Linked DNA regions of Zea mays: region 1 is linked to region 2. The links are chromatin contacts, called in public Hi-C maps. All regions are on one chromosome and are shown on one strand. The core of a region is the stretch at or near the end of the contact, and the rest is flanking DNA. Distances in the headings are between cores, read along the strand shown. Region 1 holds the start of LOC100282380 (phytosulfokines 2). Region 2 holds the start of LOC100193113.

Region 1 (6,980 bases), core at 1,869-4,368, 200 kb after region 2:
CCATCATTGTAACGAGGGGGTGGATTATGCACGCTCGACAGTTTGTCACCAGAGTAAGTTGTTGTGAAGTTTGACACCTCCTCTAGAATGTATGCCTCTGCAATGGAAGGCTCGATGTTGCATTTATTTCTACATTTCTTTCAAATAGTCTTTAGACATCTCTCGATTGGATAGCACCAACGTCCCTGCACGGGCCCTCCATTCGTGCCTCATAGGGGAGATGAAGAATCAAATGCTGCATTGGATTGAAGAAGCTGGGTGGAAATATCTTTTTAAGCTTACACATTAACACGGGTGCCAATCTTTCCAAGTCTGCAACCACAGTCCGAGATATCTTCGGACAAGCATGTATCTGCTCATACGTCATCTTGAGTGCACGAAGGAGTTTTTGTGCCTCATACATGCTCTTTGGTAGAATGTGATCCTCCGGAAGCAGGTTGCCAATAACCGTCAACAAGCCATCGAATGCGTCTCGACTCATGCTGTACTGCGACTTGAACGCCATTACACACCCAATGACATCCAGTTGTGAAACCTTTGTCTGGCCGTGAAGGGGCTTCTGTGCCGCATCAAACATGTCGTAGAACGCCTTTGCAGTCGGCTCTGGCTCGTCATCCGTACATCCTCCGGCGTACTGTGCCTTGTGATAGTCGTTCAACATATCTGCTACCCCCGCATCAGCATCATAATGCTCGACGCGTTGTCTCAGCACCTCCTGTCTCGTATGATGCGCTTCACCATTAAAGATCCACCGAGTATAGCCCATCGTAAATCCATTCTTCCAAATATGTTCTACCATGGACTTCTTTGATTTTCTTTTCCGGTTGACACATTTGCTGCACGGGCATGGGACTAGACTCACTCCTTTAGCAGCTTCGTCATATGCCCGTTCCACGAAATCATCGGTCTTTCTAATCTATTAAGGGGTGATATCGTTCCTTCCTACATGGCCCGTGTACATCCACTCGCGGTCCTCCATCCTCTAAAAAATTAAAAGAAGCCTATCAACAAAAAAAATCAACAGCACCTCCCCTGCACGGGAAGGTGTCCAAAACCTGTAAATAAAAGTAGCAGCACGATGGCTGACATCCACGCATATATGCGAATTGAACAATGACATATGCAATGCATTATGCATCATATATACAAGTAGTCGATTTAGTATCATAAATATTATACACATATACAGGCATATATATGTAATGCATAGTACACATATAGATCAAACCAAATCTAAAAAAAACAAAATGCATATGCAAACGTTTATACTCATAGACTAATACTCATAACAAACAACATAATACATTTGTACAAATTCTCACAAAAATTGATATTTACCGTGGAGATCGTCAAGTAGGGGATCGTGGACGGTAGGGTTGGTGGTATCGAGATACGTAGAGTGCGCGGGCGCGGGATTGGCGCTGCCGGGGCCAGGGAGCGCACGGTGGTGGCGGCGTGGGTCGTCATTGGCAGAGGACGGTGGGCCGGGTGGCTGCGACGGCGCGCGGCGGTGGACGACGAGTGTGTGGAAGAGAGAAATGAGGAAGAGAAAGGTCGGTCGGATTTACATTATAACATCTTTGCCGAGTGCCCGCGATTTGGCACTCGGCAAAGATTTTTTTAATTTAAAAACAGTCTTTGCCGAGTGTCGACGATCTGGCACTCGGCAAAGACATCTTTATCGAGTGCCTGCTGACAAGCATTCGACAAAGTGCTTTTTTATAATTTTAAAAAACACTTTGCCGAGTGTCTCCATAAGACACTCGGCAAAACAAACTTTACCGAGTATTACCTGGGCGGACACTCGGCACAGTGCGCTTTGCCGAGTGTCAACTTTGGACACTCCGCAAAGTATATTTTTCTTTTTTTCTTTTTCCAGCCAAACTTTTTGTGGTTTGTGCCTACACTATGTAGATCTACATGTACCATTTTGGCACAATTATAAAAGTGTTTTCTATAACTATTAAATTTAGTTCGTTTAATTGAATTTCTTCGGAAAATTCACATTTGAACTGACGGTACATGTAGGTCTACATAGTGTAGAAACATACCATAAAAAGTTTGGTTGAGAAAATAAAAAAAAATGTACTTTGCCGAGTGTCTAGGAATGACACTCGGCAAAGCGTACTGTGCCGAGTGTCAGATGAAAAACACTCGGCAAAGAAGCTTATTTGCTGAGTACCAAAGCTTGGCGCTCGGCAAAGATAACGACCGTCAGCTATGGACGGCTGCTGATGACCCTTTGCCGAGCGCCGTCATTCGCCGAGTGTTCTGCACCCGGCAAAGATTTCTTTGCCGAATGTATTTCTGTGCCGAGAGTCCTGCTCTCGGTAAACGCGGTCGTTACCGAGAACAGGACTTTGCTGAGTGTCCGATAGAAAGCACTCGACAAAGCGCCGAGCACTCGACAAAAAGCCGAATTCCGGTAGTGATAGTCATCTTGGGACAATTGTGGTTGAATGTTTTTTATATTGAAGAAAGAACCGGAACATGTTTATAAAGCTGGGATATTTCTATTGCATGTTAGGATATTCATGTTTCATTAAACTGAAATAACTCGGTCGGTAAGAGAAAGACTGCACCATATTATTATATTAATAAGAAGCTCAATCGAAACACTGACTTAGAAAGATCAAAAAGAATTTAGGATCAGAGACATCCAACCCCAACTCAGGCAGAGGTCTTTTCCATGTTTTATCAAGACCAACTCCAATAGCCTCCGTATGTGGCCGTATATCCCCATTTTATCAAGACCAACTCCAATAGAATTCGTATAAGGCCGTGTAAAATGTGTGTTGCACGTTTAGACTCCCCCATCCATTTGATGTCTCACTCCTTCATGAAAAAAAAATAGAGATATAGAGTAGGATGTGAAGTCTGCTCGAAAAGGAGACGGATGTACGGTCTCATTGTATAGTGTTGTTAGTCGTGCTAAATTAAATACGGATACAGCGAGGAAGTCTGCTGGAGTGGTCGACGAATTTGGCCGAACGATACGTTCTATTCAGAAAAAAAAGTATTCAAACTCCAAATATCTACGCGCGCGCGTGACGACTCGCAGGCTAGGTGGTGGCAGCTTTCGCATTATAAATACGGCAGCCGGCACCATCAGCAGTCCACCAACTGAGGCATCCATCATCAGCCATCCAGCACTCGCTCGCTCACTACGAACTCCATCCAACTCGTACACAGCCCCCCTCTCTCTCTCTCTCGTCCTTCGACAGCTAGCGCAGCAGCAGCACTAGTTTTCAGCAGTTCATCAACCGGCCCGGCACGGCGGCAGAGATGAGGCGGCGCAGCTGCAGCATGCCCTTGCCGCTCGCGGCTGCTGCCCTGCTCCTCCTCCTCGTCTGTTTCTTCCACTACTCAGCAGCGGCTCGCCTCCTGCCGCCTTCTCCTGTCCCAGCTCAGTTGGTTCACCGAGGTACATATATACGTCTTCACTACTCGGCTCTAACCTCTTTGCTGATCGATCGTCCTTCGTACCAGCGTTGCGTACACCTTAGCTGCTCGTCCTAACGTCTCTGAACTGGCCATGTCGTCTGCAGAAACTGGCGTCACGGCTGCCGCTGCCGCTGCATACGGCGGCCTGGCGCTGCAGGAAGGTGGCGTGGGCAACGGCGACGAGCTGTCCATCTCCGGAGATGAGGTGTGAGAAGGGGGGAAAAACTACTGAATTCGCACATAGCATCTAGCCTGAGCCCTGTGCCTTTGCCCCGTGGACTATGTATACAAATCAAAGCTCATTTCTTCCATTCCATGCATGCTATATATCTGCTATTCTGCAGATGATGGCGGCGGAGGTGGAGGAGGGTGCAGTGGCGTGCGAGGCGGACGACGACGAGGACGACGGTTGCATGCAGAGACGGCTGCTCCAGAACGCGCACCTCGACTACATCTACACACAGCACAAGGGCAAGCCATGAGGAGGAGGTAGCTGCAGCTCGCTCCGGCCAAGACGTACGAGCCCTCGTCATCTTGGTTGGCGTTGGGAGCTGGGAGCCTGGGACTGCTTGGTTGGGACTAGTGGGACAAAACACATGCTGCAGATTAAGTTGACAAACGGGAATCTCTCTCATCTACTACTAGTTAGTAAGTAGTACCTTGTGCATGCTAGCTTGTAATTTCTGTCACTGCTTAGTACGTATCGTCCGAGATCCATCATCATCCATGACTCTAGTCGTGTATGCGTTTGTCAGTCACCTCGTCTGTACATTTTATCTAGTATGTCTGGTACATGTATGTTTCTTCCAAGTTTTTGGCTTGATATCCTCTCTCTCTCTCTCTCTCTCTCTCTGTCTAATGCCATAAGAGAGTGCTTCGTATACCTAATGCATGCAGGTTTGCCTTGCTCTAACACTGCAGCTTGGTTTAACTAAAACACAGTAGTTGCAATTGGTGTTGTACAGCTGAACGAATCTAGTAGTGTCTGTCTCGCTGTCAGATTTGGGGTTTGTGACCGGCCGGACCACTGTCTGATCCTCTGACGACTTCTTTCCCGTCCTGTAAACGCTTCCTCCCTCTCTGCCTCCTGTCCCCTAACCTAATCTCCTCATCAAGGCAACAACACACGTATCTTTTTTTTTATCTGGTCCAGGAAAACAAATGTGTTTGGCCGATCCATGAACAGGTAGCTAGCTACAGCTACAGTAGTAAATCATGGGCTTCCCACCTGCTCTGCTCCGATCCGATCCCCGAGATTCCACATGATGGTCGGAGGAGCGCGCTGGCCGGCTGGTGGCGGCTCATAGAAAGTCAAACGCCATGGATGGCACCGTGCGGCTACAGCTCATCATGTTCTTATGCCTCAGGCTGGCTCTCGGCTGCTGCTCCGGCAAAGGGAGACACATGCGTGCGTGCGTGCGTGCAAAGATACTCTCCCATATCCACCTTAGATCGGTCTCCAGTCCCCACACATGAGCCATGGGCCATGGCAATGGTTTCACAGTTTCACACACTGGCACTAGCGGCTAGTGGCATCTGTATTGCATCATGTATGCATACTTCTTTAGTTGAACAGATGGTGTGCCATGCCCCCCCTCCCCCCACCCATACACAATTTTTAAAACCTCTTATACCTAATGTTAAGCATATAAAAAATTAAAGTTTTAGGTTAGCTAAAACAGTCCGGTTCTAGAACTTCTCTTTGGATCGGCCCAGTCCTCCAGACACTACTGGAACAAACTGCTTTGCCGAGTGTTCCAGGCGTCCAGAAAACACTCGGCAAACTCTTTCCCAAGTGTGACTCTCGACAAAGAGAACTCGGTGAACTGTATATCGACAACAAATTCTTTGTCGAGTACTTTTTCTCGGGCACTCGACAAAGTTTTTACCGAGTGCCACCTAGTGCTCGGCAAAGAAAAGTCGTCGTGACGGCGTACTCAAGGACACTTAACAAAGGGAGCTCCTTTGTCGAGTGCCTACCTGCCTGGCGCTCGACAAAGGGAGCGCCAGTGGGCTCCTTTGCCAGTCCCTTTGCCGAGGGCGTTGGTCGGCACTCGGCAAAGCGACTTTTTGCCGAGTGTCAGGACTATGACGCTCAACAAAGAAGCATTAATGGTTCCTAGATATGCCTTGTTTGTCGAGTGCTATGGTCATTGCACTCGGCAAAGACTCTCTTTGTCGAGAGTAACACTCGGCAAAGTGACCAGAAACCTTCTTTTTATTTATTTTTATTATTCCATCCAAACAAACAAAACATATATCAAATATACATCACAAAGTTCACAGAATCATGACATACTTCATAGAGGCCATATATCTCACAAAAACCACAAATCTCACAAGTTTTTCACAAACATGTCTAAGTTCAGACCAAGTTTCATCAATATAAATATTACCAACTCACAAACATAAGTTTTTCACAAACATAAGTTCACACCAAGTTTCTCACACAAGTCTCACAATCACCACTAAAAGAAGACAATCAGCGAGGCGGGCGGTTGGACTAGTTTGGCGAAGGGCTACGCGAACCATGAGGGTTTTGATGCTGCCGATTGATTCTACATAGAGAGAGATTGCATGTGTGAGAACAAATGAATATATATCACATAGAACTAAAATTTTGATACTCACAAGAGTAGGGAACTGAGCAAGGTTAGCTGAAGGAAACAACGGAGGTGGTGGAGCAAGACCCTGTGAGGCGCCAAGGCTTTACATGTATTGAAACATCTTCACCATCCTCTGCTGATCCGCTAAGCGAACCGCTCGCTCCGCCTCCCGCTCCGCCCTCATCCTCACCTCCATCTCCATATGTTCCCTCCTCTGCTAATCTGCAAAGAGAAGCTATATAACTCAATGAATAACAAGGCACAAAAGAACTAACCTAGAGTTCCTGGATGCGATGTTGTGAGCTATCCTCCTGAGGTCGTATGGCTAGGCCTGCGCTCATGCTCCTTGCTTGCCCTGAGACAGAGTGGGAGTGGAGGATGAGTCGATTGCCCTGTCGACAATCTAGTACCGCCCATGCCTCTTGCCTCCTCCGACCCTCATGAGGACATCTCTGACGATGTCCTTGGTCCTCGGATCATAATCTGGCCCATCGACTGCCTTTGCCATCGTGGTGTACTCACCGAGGCGACTGTGGATGGCGGGGTTTCTATACGCCTTGGGCCCATCCTACAGGTTGTAGGTGACGTTGGACGTCGCCTTGTCTTTATGGGCCTTAGCATACATCGAGTATAGCAAGGTTGGCCACCATGTGACGCCGAATGCGAGAAAACCAACGAGATGGTTAGAAATCATGCCTAATTGAAAGATAGACTAAATAAAAGAGAGTGTATACCTAGGCTTCTGCGTATTTCTTGAGGCTGCGACTACCTTGACCTTACATCATTAAATGTCGTTCCTGGCTAGCGTTGTGTTCCTTGTCCCACTAGTTCGAGCACCACCTTTGCACCATCTACTCCCAGTACTTAGGATACATGGCACACCAATAAGGAATCATCTACAAAAAATCAAGTACACGACATATCAGAAGA
Region 2 (6,446 bases), core at 1,262-3,761:
GTGGCGCAGCATAAGCGAGCGGGAGCGGCACCGGGCGGCCCTACCTCACGTCGACGGGTATCAGCACACAGGTCTTGTAGTGATTGAAGATAGAAGATGATGACCGTTCGAGTGTGGCAAGGGTCTCTTTGCAAGAAAATAGAGAGATACTAGATAGAGATGGTGGGGGGACTGCATTGGATGAAAAATGAAGCCACCAGATAATGCTCTATTTGATGAGATGGATGGGATTCAGGGCGCCAAAATTTGCATTCAATGCTCAGGGACCAGGGGCCGTTTGGTTGCAGTTTGGGTGCATGCATCATCAATTATAAGATTCAAAAGCCATTAAGATGGTTTGCAACGGTTTTCTCTAAATTTCACCATATATTCTACCCCTATTTTTATCTCTCTCACACCCCTATTTTTTATGTCATCCAGATTCCACCCCTATTTTTATCTCTCTCACACCATAATTTTTTCTTATATACCCTACTACAACCATAAAATATCGTTTTCTATACTTATTCATAATCCATTATCAATTTTCTCTCAACTAATAAATACTGGCGATGGCAACGGCAGTGCTGTCCGAACGATGTTTATAAAAAGTAGGAGAGAACAAACGGGGTTTTCCCTTTTTTTTATAAGGATGTGACTCTCTATTATCAAGTCTCTATGAATGATGAAATTAGATACCTAAATATTATAGAATAAAATTTTAAAATATATATTGTATTATATTTAATACTATAGATTATGTCAATTTTGAAAACGACATCACCTAACTCGTAACCGAAACTGTCATTAGATGGGTGTTGACTGTTGAGCGATCAACCGCCGCTTTGGCGTCCCAGCGGAGGAGTCCCCCCATGCATGAGTTGGTGTACTCTCGGGTCTCCGGCTTCCCCACAAAATCCCGCCTTCAACTCAGTTAGAGGTGGCTATAGTTGCCACCAAACTCCTTGTCCCAGGCCCCAGCCCGGCAGCCCCCAACGAAACTCCAGAACTCTAGATCACGCGCTTGCGTCCCATGATCAGATGAAACTAGCAGTGTCCTCACATGGTTCGGCCGCAATATTAAGGGCTAATTTGAGAACCTTAAATACTTTTCGGGATTGGAGGTGATTGGTATAGAAATGAACTAATTTTCTATTCAATCTTGAAGAAAATTTGAGTATCTAAACTAGCTCTAAGACTTGTTGGTGACGGAGAATTGAAGGGGATTCATAGGAGAGAAATTTCATTTCTATTCAATTCCCTGGTCACCAAATCAGTTATAAGACTTAATTAAGAGAGACAGGCAAAGGTACAATCGGTTTTCTCTGTGTTGAAAGTAGTCTCACTGAAACGGCTGGACATAGAAATTACTACTACCCCTTCAACTGTAATTGATCATCTAAAAAGACGCTACAACGAGCTAATTAATGGGACGACGAAGACAGCGACTGTAATTGATCGTACGTTAAAGGAGAACCTTACTGAAAAGAAGAAGAAAAGCAGAAATTTTTTACCATCCTTTACATCCGCATCACTGCAGCACTAACATGCACACCAGCAGCATGCAGGCAGTGCAGCTAGCTTAGAGAGAGCGAGGGAGACAGGCAGCCATCCCATGATACATGGCGCAAGGCAGGCCTTTGTCTCTCTGTTTCCTTCGCAGGCGGCGGCCTCTGTTTGTATACGGAGTACGGACGACACAGCAGCACAGACAGGCAAGAGGCCGGCTAGACCTAGACCTCGACGTGGCAGTAGGTGGTGGTCTGGAACCTGAACCCGGCGGCCCCGGGCGCGCCGTTGCCACCGGCGGTGACGAGGAAGGCCGGGCAGGTGACGAAGAGGTGGTAGTGGTTCGAGACCCAGCTGCCGACCTTCCAGCGGACGCGGCCGTCGACCTTGACCTGGAGGACGAGGTACCCCGCCTGGCAGTCCTGGCGGAGCGCGTCGGCGAGGTAGGGCGCGAGGGGCACGTTGGGACCGGCCAGCACCGGCGACCAGACGCCGACGTCGCCGTGGCCCTGGTACGCGGGCGGCAGCGACGCCGCCACCGTGAGCTGCTGGTACTTGTACGACGCGTACACGTCGAGGCGGTCGTAGTAGACCCCGACGCGCTCGTTCGGGTTGCGCGACGCTAGCGTCACCTGGATCGCGGTGGAGAGCAGGGTGCTGGTGCTGGTGGTGGCGTTGGAGAGGTCCAGCTGCCGGAGCGACGCGTCCTGCAGGTAGAAGCGCGGGTGCGTGGGGCGGAGCACCAGGTAGACGATCAGCGCGACGACGCCCACGGTCAGCGCGAGGACCACGATGGTGGCTAGCAGGCGCCTGCACGAGCGCCGGAGGTCGTCGTCGCCGTGTTTGCCGCAGTCCTTGCCCATGGCTAGCTGATGGGTGGAGGGAGTGGGGAGTGAGTTGTGCTTCTGCCTCTCCTGTGGATTCGGATCCGACTCTGTGCTGTGTTCTTGGGGTGGAAATAGTGCAATGGAGTTCCTGGGAAGGAGGAAGGGAAGACAGAGGGAGAGAGCAGAGCAGATGGTGTTTTGTGGCGAGGGAAGACGAGGATGACAGAGAAAGTTGGTCAATTAACAGAGAGCGAAAGAGAGCGTGTGTGCCCCATAGCAGTGAGGATGCACTTGCAGACACGTCATAATATATTTGCGATTGTATGTACAGCAGTGGCCACAGAGAGAGCAGTTGTACGTATAGGTGTACATTCGGGCCACCCGGTCTAAACCCGAAAAGATCCGTATTGTTCGAATTTCGGGTCGACCCGGCCCGTTTGAATTTCGGGTCGTGCCGGGCCGGTCCATGGGTCTAGCCCTCGGCCCACGGTCCGGCCCGAAATTGCTTAAACGTGTCGGGCTCATTTCGGGCGGCCCGAAATTATAAAAGCCTGAAATACATTTTTTGCCCCGAAATTCATATTAGGGCCAGAAATTCAATTTTTGGCCCGAAATTCAGTTTTTGGCCCAAAATTCACATCAGAGCCTTAAATTCAAAAATAATAAAACAAATAAAAGATAAGACAAATAAATTTGAACAAAAGCAAACTTAATATTTGTATTAAAGTTACCACAGCTATGCAATGAATACCTCGTTTACAAATTATTTTGTTAGAAGAAAAAAGAGTATAATCAGCTCTATACAAAGTTCATAAGTTCAGTTTATTGTCTAATATTCATAACAAAAGTAAAATTACATCACATACTCTAATTTGAAAGCTACAAAAAACATCTAACTAGCATTATCTCTAGCTTTGTATTCTTTATCAAGTATATGAAAGTGTGGAATGAAGTATGGTTTTAATAAATATATGAGCCTTTTCGTGCCTCTATATGGGCCATTTCGTGCCTGCCTTAAACGAGTCGTGCTCTTGCCCGCCCATGGGCCGTGACCTCGGCCCAAACCCGGCCCGACACTAAAAATATTTTGGATCGTATCGTGACTGAGCCGTGCTTTTTTTCGTGCTTCGGACAGGCACATCAGGACCGGCCCAAATATACACCTATAGTTGTATGTATGTATGGGTGACCAGTCATCACAGGCACAGCACAGCAGTGCCTGCAAACCACGCTCGGGGGACCTGCATGTGAGCCAGCCAGGGCAGGGCAGACTCTCTCTGTCTTGTGGGCGGGCGGAACACAAGAAGCTTCTTCCCTTCCCGGCCATGAATAGTACGTCCGTCCGCGTGCGTGCGCACCCGCGCCATCACCGCGCGCCCAGTCCACCGGCGACGACTCGGCGAACAGACGAGGGCGACTCGGCCACCAAGCACGCACGCAGGCAGGCAGGCTGTCACATCCGAAGCCGATTGCTCACCGGCCGTATCGGATTACCCACTTGCAGTACTCCTACTCAGCTAGCTTTCTCTTCTCTTTAAAAAACAATCAATCTTTTTTGACGCCACTAGCTAGCCTACGTACTGTACTCCGAAAAAGCGGCTTTCGCTGATGGGTGGGCGAAAGCGGCGGAATCATGCTCGTATTGTAGCAGCGGCTAGTGCAGCTCGCTCTCCCTCTTCTTTGCCTGGACTGGAACAGAATCCGATTCGGCGCCCGGCCCCTCCTCTTGCCTCAGCTTTCAGTTTCACCTCCCCCTACCAGGCTACCAGTGGCCGATACAGCTTTAGTGCGAAACAGTCGCTGGCTGAGCGGCTTTTAGGCATGTACAACAGTGACACCGTGACACGGTACTTTAAGCGTAAGACACAGTGTGATAGAATAGGCTGTATCTAAACTCCGTGTCTTAGTAAATGTGTTATATTCTCTCATTAATTAACAATGCTTGATCTAGTGTGCACATGAACTCTATGGCTAGTGTGGAGGACCAGGGCGCTACGTCTGCTGCTGCGGGGAGATTAAATGGGTGCCGCATGGGATCTTCAAGACACAAGCTTCATCATACAACACAGCCACGCCTTCGTTTCTTCAGCATCGAGCTGCACGCCGGCAGCGTGTCTTCGCCAAGAAACGTCTCTACGATTTTTTTTTCATGTAGCTCCCTGCATGTGCTTAAGACACCGTGTATTTAACACTGTTGTACATGCTCTTAGGGCATGTACAATGGGTGTCTTAAGTTGTGTCTTATAGTGTGTCTAGGGGGACGAATGTAAAAAAACTCAAGACATGTATCTTAACGAAGACACAGTGTCTTAGCTCTATGTTCGAGACAGAAGACTAGCTGATTGGTCACTTTAATTTATTGAATGCTCTGATTGGTACAATAAATATGATAAGACACATGTTTTAGACATGACCACTGTATTATGTTGTGTTTTAGTTGTGTCTTATACTTGAAGTACCGTGCAGCAGTGTCTAGGTTGTACATGCCCTTATGATAATAAAAGCAGTATAGATAGCAGAGATCAGGACCCGGCCGGCCTCTCTACTCCCAAAGCGTTTCTTTCTTTGACCACTTTCTTTTAACAGGCGCACCCTTTGCAGCGTAGGAAAGCAAGGACGACCGAGTATTGAAAAAGCAGGGAGAGAGAGAGAGAGGGAGAGAGATGGCTGCGTTTAGATTTTAGAGAGTGCACGATCGAGTGAGAGTGACTAATAGAACGACTCAGGAGCTATTATATGTCCCTAAGCATCAATCGATCGATACAATAAGGACTATGGGCGTGTTTGGTTGAGAATATGTAGAGAGAATCTGACTGTGGAAATAATCTAAGTATCATGGAGATTACGTGTGGAGAAAGATAAAGTGATCCAAAATGTTTAGGATCTAAAAAGCGATGGATTACTACTATCATAATGACTCAACCGATTTTATGCTTATGTTAATATTGGACGGTTTTTACAAAAAACAATTCTTATAGAAATAGACTGAAAAGCTAAAACATTTGACACTCCACAGCAGCTACCAAGCAGCTTTTGGTAGCGAGGAACTAAATAAAAGACCAAACAAACAGTGTCTATATATAGACCGCACACTAGCTGTGTCACGGCTCACGGGCCAGCCAACCGTTAGATATCTTGCTTGCTTGCTTGCCACCCAGGGCCGGTTCTAACATTTTGGGGGCCCCAAGCGAAAATTTACATGGAGGCCCTATACGAAAGTGAGTCTGCTATTTTTTCAACTTATAAATAATATCTGAAAAATAAAAGAAGTTGATGATTTACATAATTTTATTCAAAATAATATAACTGGAGACATTGTTACATTATTTTATGAGTCGTAAAATTATACAAATTATGTAATATAACTCTGCATTTGTTTTGACTTTTGAGAGAGTATTTTTACTTTTAATTTGACAAACTAGCCTAAACCTTAAAATGCACAGAAAACCAAATCTAAATACATTAGAACAAATTTTCTGAAAACAAAGTTCAGCAAACTAAACTAGGATTAAGCAATGTAGGTTATTAGGGTCGGCCCTCCGGTAGGCTAGAATTAAGCAACGCAACAGACACATGTGTACAACACCTTCCGTCCTTCCCACGTCAATTTTAGTATTTGTCATCAAGTAAACTGTTGCGCGACCTCGAAGAGTTGATTACCAGAAAATCAAAGAGACGCAATAAAAGAATGAGAATAGAGATTTATCTGTAACGTATATGTATTTAGATATAAGATGGATAAACGGGGGCCCTACGGACCTTGGGGGCCTGAGCGGTCGCATACCCTGCACACCCTCAGGACCGGAAGACCTTGGGGGCCCTGAGCGGTCCACCCCTCAGCATATATCCAGACCATCAGGTGGCCCAATTCCACGGAAGACCATATCTCCTTCCTGCTCCAAATTGACAGCCTACCTACCAACCTCTGAGTGTGAGTGCTATGCTTATTACCGTCAGCAGTGCCTCATGCTCACACACACGTCGCCATGAACGCCCCATGCTGCGGCTAGCTAGGGCGACTACGCAGCACGACGCAAGAAAACAGAGTAAACACATGGGGACTCTCCCCCGCTGGGACCCGCTAGTGCATGCCAAAGCGGTGGTTCATCATCACTCGGCACGGCAGCCGGC

What was found. Hi-C and Micro-C count contacts between places; a contact is called where the count stands out from the background.
Region 1: a Hi-C map of bundle sheath shows a contact between it and region 2, with 8 times the contacts expected there. The contact joins the promoter of LOC100282380 here to the promoter of LOC100193113 in region 2. A contact is called at or near these places in 4 of 25 Hi-C or Micro-C datasets (bundle sheath, ear, leaf and 1 more) and 1 of 3 datasets of contacts at active chromatin or transcription factors (leaf).

The regions. Positions count from the first base shown.
Region 1 is chr3:144,984,999-144,991,978 of Zm-B73-REFERENCE-NAM-5.0, forward strand. It overlaps LOC100282380 (phytosulfokines 2), which reads left to right and starts at 3,119. Exons shown (of 3, transcript NM_001155291.2): 1 at 3,119-3,424; 2 at 3,549-3,649; 3 at 3,789-4,254. The coding sequence starts at 3,286. The coding sequence ends at 3,926.
Region 2 is chr3:144,781,426-144,787,871 of Zm-B73-REFERENCE-NAM-5.0, forward strand. LOC100193113 reads right to left here and starts at 2,512. Exons shown (of 1, transcript NM_001138275.1): 1 at 1,430-2,512. The coding sequence starts at 2,351. The coding sequence ends at 1,713.